Regions from separate parts of the Mus musculus genome. Here region 2 is linked to region 1. Evidence: chromatin contacts called from public targeted proximity ligation data. All regions are on one chromosome and are shown on one strand. The core of a region is the stretch at or near the end of the contact, and the rest is flanking DNA. Distances in the headings are between cores, read along the strand shown.

Region 1 (4,503 bases), core at 604-3,103:
GGAAACACCAAAGGTGAAATGTGCGGCCTCCAGCCAGATGTGGCTCTCAGGTGGCCCACCACAAGGGCTGACCTGTTTTCCACAGTACACTTTGTCTTTCAATGATCTTTCCCTTTTTTTTCTTTTTTTTCTATTTTTTTCTTATTTGAGACAAGATGCTACTCTATAGCTAGGATAGCCTAAGACTTGCCTAGGCTGGCCTCAGGCTCATGGCCATCATCCTACCTCAACTTCCCCAAGTGGCAAGATTACAGGCAGAGCTCTAACAGAGTGAGGGCTGTGCTACAGCATATTGAACATACTAACAGGTAGAAGAAGAATGCTATAAAATGTGCACAAATATCAGAAAAAGCCTGAAGTCAGCCATATTCCAATAATAAATCCTTAATTAGCTCCCATGCGCACTGCGCACGGGGAAATGGGACCATCCACCCTTTCCATGTCACACTGCACTGCCCTGTTCAGTACCTTCTGGCTCCATTCACAACTCTGCCCTCTGACTCAGGCAAACCTGGAAACTTTTTTTCACCTTTGAAATGTGAAAGGTTCACACAAGAGACGACACTTAAAACCGGCCAGTTGATTTCTTTAAGTTCTATGATAAGAATGAGAAGTTCTTCGTGGGCCTTCTGCACTCACCTCACATCTGAGCTACCAGGGACTGGGAAAGGAAAGGTCCCCAGGATCGCTGAGACCGGGCCTGCCGTGTACGTAGGGAAGAAGGAAAAGTAACGCTGACGTTTGTTTGTTTGTTTGTTTGTTTGTTTGTTTGTTTGTTTTTACTATTTTTTGGACATTTACATGGCTGAAGAACAGCGATATAGCCAGACACAAAACTGTAAAAACATTTAACTGTAATAACTGCTTACAAGCTACCACATTTGAATCAAACTTTTATGCACAATTCATTTTTTTTCTATCTTAATTTCAAAACTTTCCAAAGCTACTTTAATGGGAATTTTATATACAACAGTGTCTTTTTTTTAATTGGACACTCATTAACTTCAACGCAAATCAATTTAAGTCTATACATGTGTTCTAAAGCTATGAACACAAAATTTACAATATGCATTTGCTCTAATAGAAAGATATTCCATTTTTAAACCAGCTGTCAGAAAAAAAAAATAATGAACAAATCAAATATAAACAGGGCTCAAGACAGTACAAAAAACATAAATTTGTAATTATCAAGGTATGTATCTTATATTGCTTGAAATCTTTCAACAAAAGAAATCTACTTTCTTCACTACCTTTCAAGACTACCTTTTATTGTGGAGACAATAAACATTAAAGTCAAATTTACATCGAGGCTAGATGACACAGGAGGAGCTCACTTCAGCCCCCATACTTCATCCATCCAAACAAACCCGGTTTGTGAATGTCTCAAGTGTTAACAGTAACATGGAGACAGCTAGCCTCTGATATTAACCACAGCCTCCAGTTTATATAATCATTTATATAAATGTAAGAAAGAGTTTGAGTCCCTCCCACACTCAGCTTGAATGCTTGCCCACTCCCTGAATCTCCAGGGATTCAGGGTTTAAATGCTATGTGACCTCTTGCTGCAACTTCCTGCTGCCACAGAATTCTGTCTCCAGACTGCATGTTGTGTTCCACCTGATGTGCCCTTTCAGCAACAGGGCTTGGCACCTACGCCTCTCAAAGGAGAGCTGTGGAGAGACAAGTGCTCAGCATATTATATTTCTTTTGTATGGTCAAGGGCGGTACCAGCCTGATTCCTCAAGCAGGAGGATCTCTGCCAAATCAATAAACACGGGCCTCAGGAAGGAGTCTGTTATGAAGGCTGGAACTGGCCTACATCCTCCTTTGAGACCCAGATTCTCAGTGTTATCATGCCAAACCATTAATCACGGGCACCATGTGAGCAAGAGCAGTCCCTGGGTACTGCAGTCTCTTGTCCCAAAGGCCATCTCAAGGGGGTAGTTTTCTGAATCTCATGAATGATCATTATACTGTAAATAAGTGTGGTTTGACTTGCTTAGTAAAGAAAGCATCAGGCAACTTCGGCAAAGGAACCTATGAAAGGAAGAAAGTGCTACAGTCCCCTAACTGAACACACCAGCCATAGTCAGCAGAATCGCTTCATCCCTGAAGCTGTCTGGGTCTCTGTTCCCTCTCCTGCAGTCCCAGTTCCCATGCACAAAGGCCCAGGCCCAGGCCACTAATGCATGTTTAGCAGCTAGTGATCATTTACAAAGCAGGAAGGGCAGGGTCAAGCAGCCTGGCTTCCTGCTAAAGGCTGCCTCGGGCGTTCCCATCAACTTACAATGATGTGTAGCTCACCAGTAAGAGCAGCCACCAAATGAAGAGAATACAGTGACATTTCTCATTCTGGCTTTGTGTCTACAGCATTTTTTAATCTGCCCTTTCACCTTCCTACCTACTTTCATAATATATTGAATTAAGAATGTGGTTCTATGAAAAACACCAAACACAGATGCAAAAACATTTGTGCAAAATGAAAAGCGCTTCTTGATTCTTCCTACTGCTACACAGTAGTTCTAAACCAAGAAAAAGGTAACAAAGATGTATCCCTGTTTTAACTTGATCTTTTACTTTTAACATGTAGACTATTAGTGCAAACAGCTGTCATTTCTGAATACAACTGTACAGAAAATACACACACTATTTCCCATATGGAAATGTCTTCAATCATTTGATGAGTTCAGTTACTTCCTTCTGCATCGACACACAAACAAAATGACAAGCATGAGACAGAACAGATTAGTACTATGGATATTCACAAAACCAGTGTTGATAATGGCATTTTTTTACTGTGAGATGCCAAAGACAAAGATGCTTATCGACTGTATTAAGAACTAGTGAAGTAAGACTTGAGGAATAAGATCTCCCTATAAGGGAAGGCACGCAATTTGGTGTAAGTGCAAACTAGCTTTTATTATGAGTTTCAAATCATTCCTTCTTCTAACGTGAAAAGAAAAGCAGCTCACAACATTTGATTCTAGTCATCTAACAAAAGAATTACTCCATCCCTGAAGTGAGGACAAGCCTGGACAGCTATGAAGGATCTGAAACAGAACACTCCTTTTCTATAAATACTTCCTCTCTTTTGCTAACCAATCTCGTTAGGTTTGATGAACAAATGTTTTCTGCATTTTTCTAAACACCAACTCAGTTCTTCAACAGCTGACAGAAAAATTCATTCACACCAAGGAGTCAGCTGTCACAGAAAATGTTCTCCAATGGTGGAAAGATTACATAATGCCAATCTGTGTGAGAACTACGGGATCAGGCCGCCACAGCAAACTGGGCATAAGCACCTCACTCTTCTGCCAGGTGACTAGTCAAAGCAAAAGCTCACCGAGTCATTGGGGAGCTGCTTATTTCAGCAAATACTTACTGACCATTACACTGTGACCAGGCACTGTGCTAGGAACAAACCTAAGGCACACAGGTAAAAAGGAGTGAGAAATGCTTTGTTTTTTGCTGAAAGACTAAGCCGACTCAAAATTCAAATTTCTTGAGTATCCACCAAATATTGGGAACCTGGAAGCCAATACAAACAAAAAAGAACAGCTTCCTGTAAGAAACATTAGTTCCTTTATGCGGTAAACTCGCGCTGGATAGCACTCAGCAATGGGTAGTGCATGGCCTGGCTTCCTTGGACCAGGCTTAGGCTCCAGCTGAGGAAAACAGTCAGCCTGCTTAGGAAGTATTAAAAGCTGCCCAGATATGGTGACACCTTTAATTCCAACACTCAGCAAGCAGAGTGAGATCCTGTGTATGACAAAGTTCCAGTCCAGGCAGGGCTACATAGTGACCCTTGTCTCAAAAGCAGCAAGAGAGAAGGGGGGGGGGGGTCAAGCAAACATTAGCAGAGAAGTTTACTTGTAGAACAAGATACTTCTCTTTTAAAAATTATCTTGAGATACCTTCAAATACTACAGAACACAAAGTATGAGTACAATATAAGAAAATCCCTTAATTAGAAGGGACAGTAGATATTAGCTAACATACACACCATTTTCCCCATTGAGGACCAAAAACCATGGGATGATTTAAAGAGAAATCTAATGCGCTCTTTAAAAACTTATGACAGTAGACTTAGGGAAATGTCTCAGGTGCTGGGAAATCAGGTTTCAAGTTCAGACAGTAACAAAAGAAGCTTTGCATGTCTGCCCTGCCTCACGAGAGAGCTACTTCAGCAGGCGCTATATCAAGTCTAAGGGAAGGCCATGAGATTCAGCCGTAAGAGATGCTTTCTGTGTCAATCCAAGTAAAAGTAGCTGCCATTAACCTGACCACAGCTGTAATAAAGAAAGCCTGTCTGATGATGCAGGCAGCAGAGCAGAAGAGTGAAGCATAGGTGTAAATAGTTACAATGTGTCACCTTGCTGACACAGATCACACCACCGGCATAACAAGTCTTTTAAAATAATGTATCAATACTTAAGCCTCCAACATGGGACTGACAATGCAAAGTTCCATTAGCACTAATTTAAGATTATTTTAAAAAGTAAC
Region 2 (4,503 bases), core at 1,429-3,928, 160 kb before region 1:
TCAGAAGGTGAAATACTGAAGACACAATTTGTGAAGCAGAAAAGAAAAGACAACTGAGAACTGTATCTCTCACTGCTCAGGAAAGGCCACCGTGGGCAGCTTGTGCCTGCGTGCCCCAGCTCCAGCGTCTCATGTCCCACCATGGCTTAGCAAGCAGGACTCAGGAGAGCTCGGGGCAGTTTTGTACTTTATAATGGCTTGGGGGAAGGGATTTACTTTGTAGCCCCAGAAGTGGGGTTTCTAGTGTACTACGTATATCCTCCTCATTTGTGCCTGCCACATTTTGGATGGAATAAAGTAATATCTAATCTCTTTATTTTCCACTGAAATACTTCATATTCTCAGCAAAACTGATGGAAAATGGGGGGTGGGTGGGTTCCTGTTGTATTATTCCATTCATTTAACCTTTTAAAAAGAAGCACCAGGGCTTAAGCAAATTTATATTACAGAGTAAATTCAGAGAGTTAATTATAGAAATAATTTGTTTTGTAAGACTGACTCTGAGTGGCTGCTGAGGTCATTCTGAGAGTGTTGCTATGGTGATGGCACAGGCACATTGCCAAGGCAATGCATGTGTAAAAGGTAGCTGGCGGAAGATCTTTCCTTGATGTCAGAGACAGGAAGAAGTCATGGTATACATGGGACTTAATTATCTGGGAGATAAGCCACATCTAAGAGTGCTTTAGAAAACGTAGGTTTGCCTGTTTAAGTCCTCTTTACTCCTATCTTATAGGCCTTTGATGACTTTTTGCTATATTAAGACACCAAATAATTTGGAACTTGTTAATTAAACATATTTAGCCTTCTTCCACATGCTCTCAGATTCAGTGGTCAGGGTCCATGACTAGCTTTTTCTGTGGCTGTTTTACCAGCACTCGGCAGGGAGCCACGGAACATACGCTCAGTGTGTTGCTCAAATGAAAACTATTTTATGAGAAATGCGCAATGGCTAGGCAAGTAGAGAACTCCTTAGGAACCAGCCCAGGAGCCAAGGGGCTGTTAGCTACCCATCCTTATGTGATTACACTTCTGGGACATAGCTCGCCTGCATTATGTAAAAACTAAATTCTGAATTAAAACGACTGACAAATTTCAATACAACAGAGGAAGGGCAGCACTGGTTTAACTTCATTTAGAGATATGCTTCCTGACTTCAGCCCTGTCCACGGGATGACGTAACTGGTACAACCACACTCACCAGGGTACAGCTTCTCCCCTGGCTTTCTATCCAGTCCAGTGACAACCGAGGAGGCTGACCCGATCAACAGACATGTCTGAGAGAATCTCCTGAATGGAGCAAAGTTATATAGGGTTCTGTTGGTTTTCAGTAAAAGGAAGGGAGGGCAAAGAAAGAGCTAAAGTAATCTCACAGTTCCTCTCCCACAGCAACAGAGTCACCTGGAGTTTAATGGCACACTAGACTTACAGCTTTATGGTAGAAGCGAAAGATATGAAAGCTCTTGGATAAATTCATGGGCTATGCAAGGAGTTTGCCCAAGATTTTATTTGGGTTAAGTCATCATAAAATTCCAAGTAATAATCCCCAAACATCTCCCTGTAGCATGTTTGAATACATGAGTGGATGAAGGCAGCCACGCCCACTAGCTTGCTTTCTTGTTACAATTAACTTCAGGATCATCTCTTGCTGTAAACAATAAAGTTTTAAGTTTAGAAAAAAGGAGCTATACCCATGCTTTGAATTATTAAAAGTAAAGAGTAAAGCTGAGACTTCGGTAAAATAATATGACCAAATCAAATTAAATTTGACTTTTTTTTTGCTTGGGATATGATTCTAAGTGATCATTAATTTTAATGATTGTCTGTCCATAGCAAATTTGAGCTACTGTGAGCATAAGAGTAACTTTGAACAACTCAATTGTCCCTCCCAGTTTTAAATGAAAGCAACCCAGAATAAGATTTGGCAACATATAAGTGAACTAGCTTTTTTTAAAAAAAAGTTTTAAAGAAAAAGTTAGAGGCATATAGACAGACCTTAGCAAGTACACCATTAAGAAAAAAGGACCTGTGGGTAGTAAGTAAGAAAAGAAGTTTCTGGCATGTGATGCAAACCCAGCTAAACACAAGATAAAACAGTGCCTTGTGGCATTAACAGCATGCTCACTGGGCAGATATTTGGCACTGGGGGATTTTAACCCCTATTAAGTGTCTCCATGGCAAGGCTGCCATGTTACAGATTTGCAGTTCAAGTTCGATATGAAGATAAAATCGTGGCACAGAAAAATGATGCTGGGTAGGCTTCATATTTTTAATTATTAAAAAGAAGGTTACAAAAACTAGGTCGCCTTCATTAAAAAAAATTAACAAGACCTCATTGTGAGAGGCCCAGTCCCTTGGGAGTAGAAAGCTAGATCATGCCATGAGATCCTATCTGACTGTCAGAAAGCAGCGAAGGCAAGGAAGAAGCCCAGACACAGCTCTGTCCAGAGCTGGATGAGCACAAAATTCCAGAGAAAAAGAGTTAAAAAAACAAAACAAAAAACCAAACCACTGGAACATTGTTAGAGAGACCTTTAAAAAATGGTTTAGTGACAGTTCTGAAATCTACTACCCTGAGACAAGGTTCAAAGCAACCCAGGTCTGAAGGCCTGGATGGAGCGGCCCTCCTCCCTCTGATCTGATTGGCCAGGAATCTGGTTCAGCTTGTTAGCTGAATGCAGTTACTCATTACACAAGCACTCCCGTCTCAAGTGAACTCAGTGGGTAAAAGGGAAGTAAGCGTTCCTCATGGCTAGTGCTCAGTGACCGGTAGCATTTATTACGGGTAGTTTTGGACATAACGTTGTTTGCTTTTCATAGGAAATCCCAAGTGCAAGGCAAAGGCCACAAAGTAGTGTTATGGATCCCGATTCTTCAGAACGTTATCTCAGGGGAGAGTAATCTCCACAGTAAAGAGAAAGGGAAGGGAGAATGGGTCCCGACTCTCTTTGACAAAAGAACTACAACAATTCACAAAGTATTTTTTCCCCTTAGCAAATATCCTGAGTATCCTGAAAAGAACTTAGCATTTAGGAAAGAGACTCAACATATTAATTCTATATACATACTGTTCAAAATGATTATCAAAGAGACCAGTGGGACCGAGCAACTCTGTGTGCCAGGCAGACCCCAGTGTTGAGTCCAGGACAAGGCCAAGAGCAACAGATTCACAACTATATTGCACAAAGAAACAGACAAAGCCTGTATTAGATACACACACAGCCAGGCACAACAATGCACACCTATAGCCCTTACTACTGGGGTGGGGAGAGGGGAGCTAAGCAGGATTGTTTGTGGCAGGGAGCCTGAGGTACTGTACTGGTGCAACACAAATGGACTGTCTCTTAAGTAGGAAACAAAAGGAAACAACAAAATCCAAAGAGAGAGACAGAGGAAGGCAAAAGAGGCCCTTAGTTCCCCTACTGAGTTTTTCTAATTTATTTTCTTGTAAGACAGCTTTCAAGGGTGTTGATTAATTCTGACCCAATTCTGAAACACCAAGAAACAATAGAATGTTGCTTCTTATCTGCCTTGCTGTGCAGTGACTATGCTTAATTCAGATAACATATACCTGTTTAATGAGAATGTATTATGTTAAATTCTAATTCCGCGTGTCTTTGATGGGAGTTGGTGGCTGGCACAAGGAACTGGTATGAAAATACATTAAAATATACTTCTTTGCCTTAGGGATGTCAGACTACCTGGGAAGCAAAGATAGTACAGATGAATCAATTGAGAAACAATTAAGTACCCAAGTGTAACTTGCTAACTAAGAATGTAATAAGAAAGGATAGGTGATCATGAACTGCAGTAGGGAATTATGTGCACAAAAGGGTGGGGGATGCTAGAGGCAGAAAAGAGAAGAAATAAGAGTAAAGAAATCAGAAATGGCACAGAATTTTCTTAGTTTTTCAACTAATACCTTTTAATCAAAGTCCATGGTAAACCAGAGAATAACTTCTTTGAAAGTGGGAATGAACCAAATGATAAAAGACCTAAATCCCTTCCTAAAGGAGTGGTACTGTAGCAATGAGTACAGTTGTACTGCACATACCCACTGGTGATATGAACAATGGGCCTATGAGAAGTCCCACTGACCACAGCTGAGAGCTAACTCTAAACACAAGCCAGTTTCCTAAGGCCATATTATTTTAACTTAGAGGTTTACTCTGTAGCACCAGGCCCTGACATTCAAGCATGATGACCATGTCCAGAGACTGATGGATGGGCCATCCTAATTTGACTTAACATATAACAAGACAACATTGAACCTATTGATTTATTCATTTATTGATTTATTTATGTATAGAATTGTTTTGCCTGCACATATTCGGAATCCAGAAGAGGGCAGTGGATCCCCAGGAACCTGAGTTACTATATAATCTTATGAGTCACCATATGGGAAACTTAACCTGAGTCCTCTGCAAAAGCTCTAAGTGCTGTTAACCATCAAACAATTCCACTAGCCTTTCAGTTTACTGTCTTAAATTGAGAAGATACAGTAAT

Evidence for each region.
Region 2: a targeted proximity ligation map of embryonic fibroblasts shows a contact between it and region 1, with 2.2 times the contacts expected there. A contact is called at or near these places in 1 of 39 promoter capture datasets (the SN4741 cell line), 3 of 484 Hi-C or Micro-C datasets (bone marrow-derived macrophages, liver and nephron progenitors), 3 of 130 datasets of targeted methods (bone marrow-derived macrophages, embryonic fibroblasts and fibro-adipogenic progenitors) and 1 of 9 other capture datasets (liver).

The regions. Positions count from the first base shown.
Region 1 is chr19:16,166,086-16,170,588 of GRCm38.p6, reverse strand. All of the region lies in intron 1 of Gnaq (guanine nucleotide binding protein, alpha q polypeptide), which reads right to left. It also overlaps the pseudogene E030024N20Rik. Among named protein-coding and RNA genes, the nearest start is that of Gnaq, 36 kb to the right of the region's middle.
Region 2 is chr19:16,324,291-16,328,793 of GRCm38.p6, reverse strand. The region is part of intron 3 of Gnaq (guanine nucleotide binding protein, alpha q polypeptide); the gene reads right to left. Among named protein-coding and RNA genes, the nearest start is that of Mir496b, 12 kb to the right of the region's middle.